Linked DNA regions of Mus musculus: region 1 is linked to region 2. The links are chromatin contacts, called in public Hi-C maps. All regions are on one chromosome and are shown on one strand. Each heading gives the region's core, a stretch centred on a gene start, on an enhancer-like site or on the middle of the called end of the contact. The rest is flanking DNA. Distances are from core to core; before and after follow the strand shown.

What was found. Hi-C and Micro-C count contacts between places; a contact is called where the count stands out from the background.
Region 1: a contact with region 2 is called in a Hi-C map of B cells, with 6 read pairs. The contact joins the promoter of Tgfb1 here to the promoter of Zc3h4 in region 2.

The regions. Positions count from the first base shown.
Region 1 is chr7:25,682,258-25,689,889 of GRCm38.p6, reverse strand. It overlaps Tgfb1 (transforming growth factor, beta 1), which reads right to left and starts at 2,888. Exons shown (of 7, transcript NM_011577.2): 1 at 1,667-2,888. The coding sequence starts at 2,021. B9d2 (B9 protein domain 2) reads right to left here. Exons shown (of 4, transcript NM_001362154.1): 3 at 6,474-6,599; 4 at 3,328-3,909. The coding sequence ends at 3,596.
Region 2 is chr7:16,395,345-16,402,613 of GRCm38.p6, reverse strand. It overlaps Zc3h4 (zinc finger CCCH-type containing 4), which reads right to left and starts at 1,418. Exons shown (of 14, transcript NM_198631.2): 1 at 1,308-1,418. The coding sequence starts at 1,321.

The DNA.
Region 1 (7,632 bases), core at 1,639-4,138, 9.3 Mb before region 2:
TGGGATCTCAGCTGGGGGTAGCCGATAGGGGAGAGATAGGAGGGCAGGAAGGATTGTGGGTGTCGCAGAGGGAAATGGGGTGACATAGAGATGAATAGGTATGTGGGAGAGGAGACGGAAATGAGAGGCACATGCCGGAAGAGATATATGCGTAAGAAATACAGTCTCAGGAGAGTAAAGGACTTCTCCAACGAAGAGGTCACATTAAGTCGTGGCTAGGGAGGGGTGTCATTAGGCCTGAGCCACAATTGGGTCCAGCAATGTGCAAATAATCCTTAAGTCCACCTCTGGGGTTAGGAAGGTGAAACCTGGAGAAGCTACTGACACCTAAAGTTCCCCGGTCACACACGACGCTTGGGTCCCGCGTGGGCGCCTACAGGGCGGGGCCGTGAGTTTCCCCGCCCACTACTGGGGTGAGGAGGGCGGGAGACTAACAGCCTAGGGAGGGCGGGATCCGGACCTGCCTCGTCTCGCCCCAGGCTCCGCGCGCGATCTCTGTCTCCCCTCCTCCCGGGCACGGGAAGGAAAGGGAAGGGAGGAGGGCGTGGCGACCGGACGCTGGGTTTTCCCCAGCCTCCGGTAGGAGGAACTGGGACCTTGGGGTTACAGCCTGTCAGCGTTCAGTTCCGTGGGGTCCTCTTACCCCCCCAAGAAGCGCAAGCTCCTCCCCACGCGCGTGGCACCCACGTGGGGGCTTCCTCATCCTTACCGATTCGGTTTTTTCATTTGAGTTTTGAAGACTGCCTCTCCCCTACTTCTAGCTGCTCCTCTAGGGCTCGACTCCAGAGGCTCAGCCACTCCCTTCCACGCCCAGGAGAGGGGCGCTCGCCACTCACTCCTGGATGGCATGGTATCCCTGCTCCGTCTGCCTGGCTGCCGCGGGGGGCCACCTTCCTAAGCCAGTCTCCCCTTTTTATGACTCCTTCCCAATGACCCAGTATTCTAGATTTCTTGAGGACTCGCTCGCTTCCTTCACTGGGCTCCGCCTGCCGGCTCGCGCGCTCTTTTACGCCCCCAAGCAAAACACTCGTGACACCTCCGGGCTCATTTTCCGCACCCTCTCTGCTCCTCTCTAGAGTCCTTCTCCCAACAACGTCGCTTTCCTTTTTCACTTGTAACCCCGTAGTGACTCCACAGATCACACTCTCTAGCGTGCGCCTGTCGCTTTCTGAGAGTAAGCCCACTAGAGATTTTATTTGGCAGTTCTAGGGTACCCATCCCCTAGGTTTTCTCTCCATCTCACGACCCGGTCTGGGGTCGGCTTTCCACATTGCATCTCCATTCCGAAATGTTGGACACCTTCCATTCTCTTGAGCTGGGTTCTACCTTTCTGGAAAGAGACCACCCAGCGAGCCCTGCATTTTTAGGCACCATTAGGGGAACTTAAAACAAAACCTGCCAAATGCTCCTCTTCTAGAGGGGACTCTCCCCACGACCTTGCTTTTCTAGGAGAGGATCACTTTGGCAGGCTGTCTATTCCTCTCAAAGACACCTGGGGTACGGGAAAGTGCCAGCCTCTTTGGGACACCCACACAGTTGTCCCGGTGCCCCCAGGGCTCCCCTTCCTCCAGCCAGTTTCCTCTGAGGGTAATTTCCTCCCGGTGACCCCTGCACTCCGGCGCCCCCTGGGGGCTCCCTCCTGGCTCCCCGGCCCCTCGGAGCTCACCGTTGTTGCGGTCCACCATTAGCACGCGGGTGACCTCTTTAGCATAGTAGTCCGCTTCGGGCTCCGGCTCTGGGTCGGCGCTCTCGCCTGCCACCCGGTCGCGGGTGCTGTTGTACAAAGCGAGCACCGCCTCGGGCAGCGGGCCGGGCGGTACCTCCCCCTGGCTTGGGGGACTGGCGAGCCTTAGTTTGGACAGGATCTGGCCACGGATGGCTTCGATGCGCTTCCGTTTCACCAGCTCCATGTCGATGGTCTTGCAGGTGGAGAGTCCCGCGGCTGGCCTCCCGGGCGTCAGCACTAGAAGCCACGGGAGTGGGAGCAGAAGCGGCAGTAGCCGCAGCCCCGAGGGCGGCATGGGGGAGGCGGCGCCCCACGGCACTTCGGAGAGCGGGAACCCTCGGCAAAGGTGGGATGCGGAGGCCCCGCCCCTGCAGGGCTTGTGGGGTGGGGTCTCCCAAGGAAAGGTAGGTGATAGTCCTGAATAATTTGAGGTTGAGGGAGAAAGCAGCAGGAGTCGCGGTGAGGCTCTGACACCAAGGTGTCTCAGTATACCACCAGGGTAAAAATCGAGATGAGCGCTCTCTGAGATCCAAAAGTGGGTGTTCTTAAATAGGGGAGCTACTGCCAGCAGGTCCGAGGGAGATCTGCCTCTCGGGGGAGAGAGGGTCCTGGGATGCGAGGGACTCAAGAGGCAGGCTGGGGGGAGGGCGGCGTGCAAGGGGTGCGCCCCAGCTTTGGGGTGAAGTCTTCGCGGGAGGCGGGGTTTGTGGCTCCCGAGGGCTGGTCCGGAATAGGGGCGTCTGAGGAACGCCGGGTAGCGATCGAGTGTCCACGACGGTGAGCAGGGCTGTCTGGAGTCCTCAGGTCCTGCCTCCTTGCGAGACAGCGCAGTGCCAAGAAGTCCCCACGTCTCTGACTTGCAGTAGCAGCGGAAAAGTCTCAAAACTTTTTTCCTCTTCTCTCAACCAGCTCGTCCCTCCTCCCACTCCTCCTCCCCCTCCTCCCTGCGGCGGCGGCTGGTCTCAGACTCTGGGGCCTCGGACGGCTCCTCGGCTGCTCCTTTGCCGGCTCCCAGCGGAGGCCGACTCCGAGTGCGGCTCAGAGCCGGGGGTGCCCCGAAGGGGCGTCCCCCCTGCCCCGGCCGGGGGCCTGGCTGTCTGGAGGATCCGCGGCGGGAGGAGGAGGGGGACGGCCTGGGGCGCGAAGGGCGGCGGCGGCGGCGGGACCGGCTGGGGCGGCGGGGGTTTTGAAGCCGCCCCGGCCCCACCCAGGAAGCGCGCGCGGGGCGGGGGCAGCCCCAGGGGGAGGGCATGGGGGGGCACTGTCTTCATCTTAGCGTGGGCGGGCTCCAAGGGGGGTCCCTTCAGCCCTGCGGGGAGGGGGCGGGCACCCCGGCCTCGCCCCACCTCCAGGGTGCTGCCTCCTGGCGGCGGAGCACTACTAAAGCCGGTGACCAACCAAAGCGCCCCGGTGGATTTGGGAGTTGTTGAAGGGTCAAAGGAAAAATTGGGACTTCGTGAGAAAACAGAGTCCTGTATTAGAAGTGGGGACCTAGGCGGTGGAGAGCGAAAGGCAGGGGCAGACTTTGCGGATGAGAGTGTCAAGGAGAGTGAAATAAGGAGACCGACGTCTGAGAGCTTTAGCGGATACAAGGAGGCACCTTACCCATGAGAAATACACGCTTTTATTAAGTGCCCCCGACAGTCCAAACAGTGGGCCCTGCTCATGTCCCTCCAACCCACAGCCCTTTCTACCCCGTAGTTCAGTGGAGCATGGGCCACAGGGGAGTTCCTGGCCTTGCAGTCCATGGCATAGGGGCCATGACTTGGGGGTGATCAGGACTGACAGTCTCCAGAGTCCACGTGCCTGCTTCACTGCTGTGCCATTATGTGCTCAGTGGATGATGGCGATTAGTAGCAATGAAGTCCCTCAACACTCCACTCCATAGCGATCGAAGTGGCGCAGCAGCAGGCCGATACCAAGGTGCACTGTGCCACCCGCGGCCGTGTGCAGGCGGTAGCGGTCAGCCCCGCTGTAGATGGTATCTGCGTGCAGCAGCTGTGGCCCACCACCCACGAAAGCCCGTGCTAGCTGCTCCCTCCAACTGCCCAGGGGCCTCCATGTAGGGCAGTCCAGCTGATGAGTGCCTGGGCTGCTAGGCACATGGCAAAAGCCATAGCCAGCAAGCTGGCAGCGGCCAAAGCTGTCCTGGGACCACACCTGGAGATGGAGTCGAGGCCAACCTGCGGGAGGAGAGGCGTTAGAGAAAAGGACAAAGGGGCAGAACCCTGCTCCCGGGTTCCCAGCATTGAAACCACTGGAGACCTCGCACAGTACTTTTACCTTGGATTATTGCCTGAATTTCCTCTCTGGGTTCTCATCTCCCACTCACTCCACATAGTAGTCACAGGAATCTAGAGCAATCCACATTACCCTCTTGCTCAAAACCCTCCCATGACTCCCCTGGGCCACAGAACAAAGTCCAACCTCTCAAGTCAAGTCTGGCCTCGTCTGACCTCCCTTTGTGGTCTCTTCACTCTCCCAGGCCCCCAGGTCAGCACCTCAGCTTAGACCCCTTCCGCCCTCCTCCTCATGGACTTGCTTTGCTCTCACGCACCTGACTCAGATTTCCTTTCTTCCCCAGTGGAGCCATCTCTCCCCTTCGTTAGGTTTCTAGTGGCCTCAATGCACAGCTGAGTGTCCCAGCCTGACAGTCCAATGCTTGGAGATGCAGCCCAGCCCCCCCCCCCCCCAACCCTAAGCCCTCCCCTGGCAGGCCCTGTTCTCCAGGCTGGGGACACAGCAATGAACACAGCAGACAAAAATTCCTGCCCCGTGAAGCTGACATCCTAGACAACCAACATAGTAAATAAGTAAATTATAGGGTATGTCATATGGTGATAACCGCTCTGGGGAAAAACAACAGCCAGAAAGGGAGGGGTGGAGATGTAGTTTGGAAAATTGGGGAGCAGCTGAAGGAAGCTTTCCTAAAGAAGGTGACATTTGGGGCTGAACACTGCAGTGTACAGCTGGAATGCCAGCACTTGGGAGGTAGAGGCAAGAGGATCCCCAGAAGTTCAAGGCTAGCCTGGGCTACACAATGAGTTCTAGGACAACCAGGGCTACATATCTGAAGGGTGACATTTTGGCACACACTTGGGCTGCTGAGGCCCCAGGCTAGGCTGGACTATGTTCTGAGACTCTATCTCAAAAAGCAAACAAGCCAACCAGGATGCAACATAAATGCTTAAAGAAGTGGGCTCTCTAGGCACCTAGGGGAATGACAGATCCAGTCAGTGCAAAAGTTCCGAAGTAGGAGCTAGCCTGGTGGGGCCAATGAGGCTAGAACGGGGAGTCGTGGGGAACAAAGGACAGAGGTGACAGCCAGATTCCATAGGCCTGTGACGCCAGAGAAGGCTCCGGCTTTTCTCTTGAGCGATAGGAGGCCTGCAGGCAGGTTCCATACAGAGGAAGAACATGCTGTATTTAGGTCCTCCCAGGGTCCAGTCCAGTATCCAACCCTGAGAGCACAGTGAAGACAGAAAGAAAGAATGGTCCCAGAAGGCTGGGCGTGGTGGCACACGCCTTTTATCCCAGCACTTGGGAGGCAGAGGCAGGCAGATTTCTGAGTTTGAGGCCAGCCTGGTCTATAGAGTGAGTTCCAGGACAGCCAGGGCTATACAGAGAAACCCTGTCTTGAAAAACAAAACAAAACAAAACAAAACAAAAAACAAAAAATGGTCCCGGAAAGAGAAGATGGACAGAGAAGGCTGGGTGGGATGGGGTGAGAAACAAAAGTGGGTTTCAGAGCCGCCAGGGTTTGTTGGTGAGCTGAGAGACTAAGAAGGAAGCAAACAGGGAGGAAGACAGCTAAGGCCAGGACTGAGGAAAACTTCCAACGTATCACCCTCACAAACTAGTACAATTGTTCAGAAGGAGAATCTGATCCATCCATTTCTTCTTGGGCTCCCCAGAGCCTTCGAGAATCAGTCTTAGTGCCTTTGCAGGCGAGGCCTTACATTCTGTCCCTGCCGCCTCATCCCCCACTGTCCTTCTCACCCACAGACAGCGAATACCCAGGACACACCTCCCCATTTCTACCTGGCTCCAGCTCTCTGACTCCACCCTCTGTCTTTGTCCTTGGGCCTAGTTAGCTTCTCTTGGCCCTTTACAGCAGAACTCTAACTGCTCTGCCCTATAAGGCCATGGGACCAATCAGAGATGACTTCTGTGTTTCCAGGGCCTCTGTGCTGGCCACATTTGGAAACAGGTCTATCTTCTACCTATAATGGAACCCTTGATGACAGGGCTTGGAGGGTCCTTCTTAGTTGGGGATGTCCCTGCTCAAGCTGGACAGACGTAGGCTCAGTCAACAGTCCTCATTCCCAGAATCTGCTGTGTTTTAACCAGAAAAGCTGCACTGACATGATACCCTCCTCCTCCCTCGAAGACTCACTTCCCCTTTGAGCAGAACCTCTGCCTGTGTGAGCAACGGCAACTGGCCCATTTCCTGTCCCTCTCCTCCCTATCTATCTCTCTTTACCCTATGCAGCCTCCTCAGTGGCCGTTAGTCAAAGGCCCCTCCCACTTGACCCCCACTTCCTGATATCTTCTCTACCCCAACCTCCGGCACATTCCACAGGCCTAGGGTTCTGAATAGCTCGGGTGAGGCCTCAAATGCACTGCTCTAGGGGAGGCTGTACCAGAAAAGGGACCCACAAAGTACAGGGAGCAGACAGCCATGGTGTTCCAAGCCCAGCTCCTCTTAGTTTGACTGCCCCTCCCCATCCTGTCATCCTGTACCCACCTTGGAGACCTTTAGTAGCGAAGTGCAGGTCAATGGGGTGGGACCAGTAAGCCATGTCCCCTATCTGGGGTGTGTCTACCTGTGTCTGGCCTTCTCGTACACCTGAGAGGAGCTTCCATGCGGCCCCTGTAATGAGAACCAGGACATCAGGGTTTGGGGGATAGCAACCTTCAAGAAGGGGACCTGCCGTGGCAATGAGTTTGTTCCCTCTGGTATCTGGGAGTGGGAGTTACACAGTGTAGACTCTAGAGCCAAGTGTCTGGATCCAGATCTTGGCACTGGCAGTGTACATCTGAAATCTCAGCACTTGGGAGTTTGTTTGGGGCTTTCTTGGGCTGCCTGATGAGTGTCAGGTCAGCATGGGCTACAATGTGGGTCTCAGTCTCTAAAGAAAAATTGGAGGGGTTGAAGAGCACGTGAGAGAGAATAAAGCCAGGCAGTGGTGGTGCACACAGTTGGTCTTAGCCCTGGGGAGGCAGAGGCAGGCTGATCTCTGTGACTTCAAAGCCAGCCTGGTCTACAGAAGGAGTTCCCAGGGCTGCCAGGGCTACACAGAGAATCCCGTGTAGAAATCCTGGCACGATTCATATATGTGTTCTGTATTTTGCAGTGTTAGGGATGGAACCTAGAGCAGTACATATGCAAGAGCTCTCTAGCAACAGTCTACACTCCCCAGCCCAAGTTGATGCAACCCTGGCAGAGTAGCTTCTCTCTGTTTCCCTGTCTATAAAACAAGCGACAAAAAACACAATCTCACAAGTTATGAGAGGACTCACATAGCAAGGATGAACTATGAATTTTTAAAATATTATTCACTTGTTAATCCTCATGACTGCAGCTGGCGATGTGATCCAGAGGCACACGCTCTATGCTCTGCTGATGAGCTGCACTCTCAGCACCAACAGAGAGCCTCCTTTCTTAAGACAAGGTCTCATATAGCCAAGGCTAGCCTCAAACCTCTGTCGTAGCTAAGGATGACCTACGCTCCCCGGGTGACGAGATCCCCAGCATTTTCCTTCCTCTATGCACCCCACATTCAGAAGCCTCCGTCAAAGACCAAGAAGAGACTGGGCACCATCTGCGAGCACATCACAACCCCAGTGAGGAGCAAGGAGAAGCAGTGCCCACATACTGAGCACTACACCCCAGATGCTCTGCT
Region 2 (7,269 bases), core at 169-2,668:
ATCTGTTTATTTCCTTGACTGCGAAGGGCTGCGATTCCCAGGACGATACATTTAATTAGAACAAAACAGGAAAAAAAAAATTGTAAAAAAAGCTCACCAAACTGCTGCACCTGTGTCTTTGAATGTGGGTGGCATTTCTTTTAAAAGGCAAAGGAGGGTCTGTGAAGGAGAAAGGGAGAACAGGAGGTGGGAGTGGGGAGAAAGGGCTGAGACCCATGGTCTGAAGGGGTCCTCTGCGGTTCCCTGACGGCTGCGAGCGAGGCTTCTGTCTAGCGCATTCTCCACCCTACCCCCACCCCCGCCTGCAAGACTAGCTTTTCTGCTCCCTGAAACCCACCTATTTTCAAACCTACTCACTCCAGCTCCCAGGAATCAGCAAACTATGTACCCCTTATCTTTCGGCTCCAGCAGGGCAAAAATGGCCCCAAACCTCTCATCCTCAAAACACGCAGGGCTGGTCCCATTATCACCCGCCAGAGAAGGGCGTGGGGAACCCATTTCGCACTAGAGGACAAGAGGCGCCACAGTTCACGTCCTGCCAAAGCACACGGGGGAGATCTTTGCTCCCAAGGGGGCGATTGCACCCTGTTTTGCCCCAAAGAGGGGGCGATGCCCGGAGAAAGCGGTGGCCAACTTCCTCTACTATCCAATGCAGGAAAAGCAACCTTCATACAACCCCCCCGCAAAAAAACAAAAACCTTAAAACTAAGGACCCTCCACCACTGACTGTCACCTACCTACAAAAAGAGAGGGACCCCCCAAAAAAAAAAAAAAAACCAATAGGGTTTCCAAAGAAGGTCAGGGGATTTAATCAAAAGAGCTGGAAATGCACCCGTTACCTGCCTGCCTTCTAGGGAGAAGCTAGAAAATACCTCCCGCCAAAAAATTAAAAGTGCACCAGAGCCCCCATCCTAAGGAGTCCTCCTTAGAACGAAAGAGCGAAGGCTGATCCAAACCCCCATTTTTCTGCCTCCGTTAGACTCGGGTACCTATCCAAAATGGACAGGGTATGCGTCCCCCAGGAGAAAGGATACTGTAGGGGATTGGGAAGACCCCCAACTCCGAACCCCTTAAGAGAGGAGCTGCAAGCTGGAGATGCCCCTAAAACAAGAGAATCCGGGGGCCCCTCCCCCAAAAGCCTTCCCCGAAGCCAGGCGACAGGCCGCTGACGGCCAGCTCCCGGAGCAGGGGCGGCCGAGGAGGCTGATGGGCCTCGGCAAGCCCACCCCCTTGGCGGCCCGTGCCCCGGGCGGGCGGACGGACCGACAGACCGGCGGGCGCGGGGGGTCCGGGGGGCGCCTCCTCACCTTCCCCTCAGCATGGCGCCCAAAAAAAGACAGAGCGAGAGCGAGGGAGAGCGGGCGAACGCCGCGAGGGGGGGCAACGCATGAGGCCGGGAGAGAAAGCGAAGCGAGAAAGAGCGAGCGAGCTAGAGACACCCACCGACCCCGCCCTTCCTCCTCCTCCTCCTCCTCCTCCGCGGCCCGGCCCAACATGGCGGCCGTCCCCTTCCTCCTCCTCCTCCCCCCCTCCCACGGGGGACGCTGCCCGGCCCAGGCCGGGGGGCCTGACCTGTCGTCAGGGAGCGGGAGGCGGTGGTGGAGGAGGTGCGGGGTGGCCGCGCGGCCGTCGGGGGAACACGGAGGAGGCGAAGGCGTTGATGGCGGCGGTGGCGATGGCGGCGGTGGCGACTCTGATGGCGGCGGCGGGGGGGTCCCGGGCACGGCCTCCATCGTTCCTTTGAGGGGGAGGGGATGTTAATGCACCAAAAAGGACTGCTTGGGCGTGGCGGGAGGGGCACACTTCAGCGCTCCGGGGCCTCCTGATGGGAACTGGGCATATAGATACATAGATCGATATCGAGTATTTTTTTTTTCGGTTTCGGAGTCACCTCTGAGCCGACTTCCACGTAGGCCGCGAGGCCTAGGCCCCGGCAAGGCCGCCCGCCGCCTGCTTTCTCCGCAGCCTGGCCCTGAGGTCACTCGCTCACGGGCACGGGACCCTCATCGGGACGAGAGGTCCCCTTCCGCCACACACGCACGCACACACACACGCGGCCCCCCAAGGCCTGAGACCCGGGGGACACGGACACTGGTGGGTGGTTGGGTGTAATTAGCGCGGGCCCGCGCGCGACGGAGCAAGCGAAGGGAAAGGGGGGGAGAGGAGAGCGAGCAGGGGGGATGGTTAAAAAAAAATCGGGGAGAAGAGGGATCGGGCTATGGAGATGGGCCGACTGTCTGCCCGCCCTAGATGCCCCAGCTGCCGGGCCCCCGCCGCGGTCAGGAATTCACACAAAATGGCGGCACAGCCGGGACAAGCACGGAGGCTGAAGCCGGAGGAAGGGCGTGGAGGGAGGGGGTAGCGGAGAGGCCGGAGGAGCGTCACGTGGAGAAGGGCAGAGCCAGCCCGCCCGAAAGTCGGCGAAAAGAGCCGAAGCGGAAGGGCGAGGCGGAGGAGAGGGCACGGAAAGAGCCGAACACAGCTGAGATTAACGAGACTCTGAAAAAAGCCGGAAAGAGCCGAGGGAAGATCTAGGTCACTGCAGCAACGCGGAGCGGATCAGAGACCCACCTAAAGGACCAAGGGTGGTCGTGGGGGCGGGGCTAGGGAAGGCCGGGAGAGCCGGAAATAGCCGAAGCGCTTCGGGATGGGAGAAGCCCCCCCCTGGGGGGGGGCGAGGCGAGAGTCCGGAAAGAGCCGAAGTCAGGGAAGGGATCCCGGGAGGAGGCGGAAGTAGCCGAAATACATTGAGCGGAGCGAATAGGAATTAGCGAATAAGCTGAACGGGTGGGGCTAGAAAGGCGATTAATTAACTCAAGGGTAAATGACTTTCAGGAACTCGCCCCCAAAGCAAGCGAGAAGAGCCGAAAATTGCTAGTTTGAAGGAAGGCGGGAAGAGCCCAAAGTTTTAGGTGGGAGAATAATGGGAGGGGAAAAAATTTAACCGAAAGCCGGAGACCGGTCCCAGGAGTCGGTCGTTCCCGAAGAGGGGCTGGAGAAGAGGCGGCCCGGAGATGACGTCACTACATAACTCAGCCAGTGGCGTCATCCTTGGAGGCGAGAAGGGTGGTGCCAACTGTGAGGGCGAAGTGGAGATCTTGACCGGGTTCTTAAACCGCTAACAAAAGTATTTTGAAGTTTCACCTCCTACCCAAGTTGATATTCCTAGTTTGTAGATGGAGACTGAACGCGAAGGCTGGAAGCTTAACTGGCTTAAGACCGAGTGTTTGGAGTCAGGATATGCGGAAAAGTTGAAGTTAGCAGTGCTAGCCTCTAAGCATACACAAAACCCATAGCTTCATCCGCAGCACCTTATAGAATCAGTTGCGGTGGCCCCAGAAGCACTTAGTGTGAAGGCAGAAAAGTGAGAAACTCAAGATCCGCCTGACCCGCATGGTGGAAGAACCGACTCCCCAATGATAGCACATCCTCTAACCTCATGCAAGAATAAAGGGAAAGACGGGATCACGGGACAAGGCAGGGACAAGGAAGAAGAGAGTCGGAGCCCAGTGACAAGAGGAAAAAACAAAACATTTTTCTCCTGAAATGCAGGGGTGGGGTGTCATGAAATACAATGCAGCAAGGGTGGGCCCATGCAAAGGTATGCCCCTTAGATGTTACAGCTCGTCATCTGGTATAAAGAAATTTATTGGGGGGGGAAGGGACAGGAGTGAGGGTCTGGAGAAGGGGTAAAGGCAGACAGACTGGAGCAGAGCCATAAGAACAAAGGACAGTCAGAAAGGGGCACCAGGAACAGAAATGGGAAGAGAGAGATTTCAGAAAACACACACGGGAGGTGTGTGTGGGGGAGACAGGGAATTGGGTTTAGGGAGTCCTTTTGTCAGGAACACACACCTGCCAAACCTGGCAGCAGGAGGTGAAGACTAAAACCATCACTGGGTACCTGGATGCAGGTCAGCTGGATGTTCTGTATGCTAACATGGGGGCCTGGACACAAAACTCTTCTGAGAAACTTGTGAGCCACTTATCTCAGACTGGTTGCTAGAGCCTCCTGTCAGGATGCTATTCTTTTTTTTTTTTTTTTTTTTTTTTATTATAGTAAGTACACTGTAGCTATCCTCAGACAAACCAGGAGAGGGAGTCAGATCTTGTTATGGATGGTTGTGAGCCACCATGTGGTTGCTGGGATTTGAACTCTGGACCTTCGGAAGAGCAGTCAGGTGCTCTTACCCACTGAGCCATCTCACCAGCCCCAGGATGCAATTCTTAATCTAATTTCTTTTGGGCAACCCAAAGCCTTGTATTTGCTACACAAATTCTGAGACACATCCTCAGCCTCAGTTCCTAATTAATAGGGCTAGACTGAGCTAAATAGCTCTTGTCAAGAAAGAAGGGTGCGGCCGGGTGGTGGTGGGGCACACCTTTAATCCCAGCACTTGGGAGGCAGAGGCAGGCAGATTTCTGAGTTCGGGGCCAGCCTGGTCTACAAAGTGAGTTCCAGGACAGCCAGGGCTATACAGAGAAACCCTGTCTCAAAAAACCAAAAAAAAAAAAAAAAAAAGAAAGAAAGAAATAAGGGTGCGGGCTGGCAAGATGGCTCAGCGGGTAAGAGCACTGACTGCTCTTCCAATGAGTTCAAATCCCAGCAACCACATGGTGGCTCACAACCATCTGTAATGGGATCCAATGCCCTCTTCTGGTGTGTCTGAGTACTCATATAAATACATCGAAAGAAAGGAAGGACGGAAGGAAGGAAGGAAGGAAGGAAGGAAGAAAGAAAGAAAGAAAGAAAGAAAGAGAGAAAGAAAGGTAGGTGGTGGCACATGCCTTTAATCCTAGCACACCACAGGCAAAGGCTGGTGGATCTCTGTGTGGTTGAGGTTGAGGCCGGCCTGCTCTATAGAGAAAGTTCCAAGACAGCCAGAGCTGTTACACAGAGACCTGAGATCAGCCAGGGTCAGCTGGGTTCCACGTGGTAAAAGGAAGTGGTCATTGGTCTAGCTGGGCTAGATCGATAGATCTTTATCCCAGCAAGGTCATTTTTACTACTCAATGTGTTTTTGCCCAGGGCTAAATAGCAAGACTTTGTCTGAAACAAACAAGCAAAATTTTCCGTGGAAGCACTGTTTGAAACATCCCAGCTCAGCATGGTGGTATTCACCTTTATTTAGCCCAGTACTCAAGAGCAGAGGCAGCTAGATCTCTATGAGTTTGAGACCAGACTGGTTTACAGTTGCAAGACAGCCAGGGCCTTGTAGAGATCCATCACACCCTCCCTAGCAAAACGTTTTCCTAGGACATTACAGGTGACATGCTGGGCAGGTACTTCTGAGTCACATCCTCAGTACTTCAACTTGTTGGCTTTTTAAAGACAAGTGTCAAGTGGTGGGGGCACATGACTTTAGTCCCACCACTCACAAGGCACAGGCAGGCGGTCTCTGTGAGTTCAAGGCCAGCCTGGTCTGCAGAATGAGTTACAAGACAGCCGTCTACAGAGAAACCCTGTTTTCTGCAGGGAGGAGGGAACTGGGGGGGGGGACAGTATCATTTAGCATTTTGCCTTAAACTTTCTATAGAGCTAAGAATAACCCTGAACTCCTGACCCCCCCCCCATCTCCAATTTCTATGTGCTGGCAACAGAGATGTATCACCATACCTGACCTTTGCCATTTATTATTGGAGAAAAACAACAACAACAACAACAAAATGCCAGTAGACCTCCTCCCTGGATCTCCTTTTGCCTTGCTTTGTCCCTTGTATTCCCTCTTCTCTTCCCAAATTGGACTTTGCTATGCTACTGGAATAACCTGGAACTCCTAGGCTATTCTCTCTGATCTTCTAACTGAAGGTAAGACTGGAGGTGCCTATCACCATCCTCAATGCTCTCCCTATCTGGATATTTGACTGCCTCATGTAGACCAGGCTAGCCTTCGACTTCCTATATAGTGGAGGATGGCCTTGAACTTCTGAGCCTCCTGCCTCCACTTCTGGGGTACTGCGATTACAGTCAGACATCATCCCACCTAGGGCATCAAACCCAGAATTTCCTGTGTACCAAGCAAACTCTCTAACCAATCGAACTCTACCCCTGGGCTAACAAGGGTTTTCCTTTCTGGCTCTAAGGAGGGTTTTATTACATAACAGAAAGGATTCTACCAAGAAGATACCCTATTCCCTTTGAGTGAAGAAGGACCTGGTACTAGCCCCTGGAGCCATCTGGAAGAGAAAGGAACTCATCAGAACCTAGCAGTGCGGGTGCACACCTTTAATTCAGCACTGGGGAGGCAGAGACAGCTGCATCTCTGAGTTAGAGGCCAACCTGGTCAACAGAGCAAGTTTTAGGAGAGACAGTGTCTTGAAAAAAAGAGGAAAGAAAGCAATCAGGGAAAAAAGGCATTACACTAACTTGTCCCTGCTTCATGCAAACCAATTTCTCTTTCCCTCTCATTTTATAATTCAACCCAGCTTTTAGCAAAAAGGTACCAGGGAATAAAATCTAAACGGACAGATTCATCCTCTTCTGGGGGATGATGTCGCCCCCTTGAGGACCTTTGTGAAATTACTGACAAAAATTAACCAGTAGTTTTCAGTAATCAACTTTCTCCAGGGACCAGTATACCCTCCCTTAGGATCCTTTGTTTTGTTTTGCTTTGCTTTTTTGGTTTTTTTTTTCTTAAATTATTTTTTTTTTACTGTTAGTTACAGTGATGAGGGGTTTATTTCCAGGAACCAGACATTCATCATAAGTGATTACCTCATTAACAGGTAATGAAAGTCAGGCCTGGGGCAAAAGGTGAAAGTTCCAGAAACATTAAAGCAGCGCAATCAGGAGTTCAAAATCATCCTGCGGTGCACACGGCAACGTAGAGTTCAGCTGGACCGCATGAGAGCTCATCACAGAAAAGAAAGAAAGAGCGGAAGAGGTGGCTCAGCAGTCAAGAGCACTGACTGCTCTTCCAGAGGTCCTGAGTTCAACTCCAAGCAATCACATGATGGCTCCCAACTGTCTGTAACTCCAGTCCCAGGGGATCCAGTCACTGGGTGTGCTTATAGTGCACAGACATACATGAAGGCAAAACACCCTCATCATGAAGGGGTTATTCTTTTTTCTTGGTTTTTTGAGACAGGGTTTCTCTGTATAGCCCTGGCTGTCCTGGAACTCACTTTGTAGACCAGGCTGGCCTCGAACTCAGAAATCTGTCTGCCTCTGCCTCCCGAGTGCTGGGATTATAGGCGTGCACCACCACGCCTGGATTATTATTATTATTAAACAATACTCAGGGTTGACGATGGTTTGAAGATGCTTAT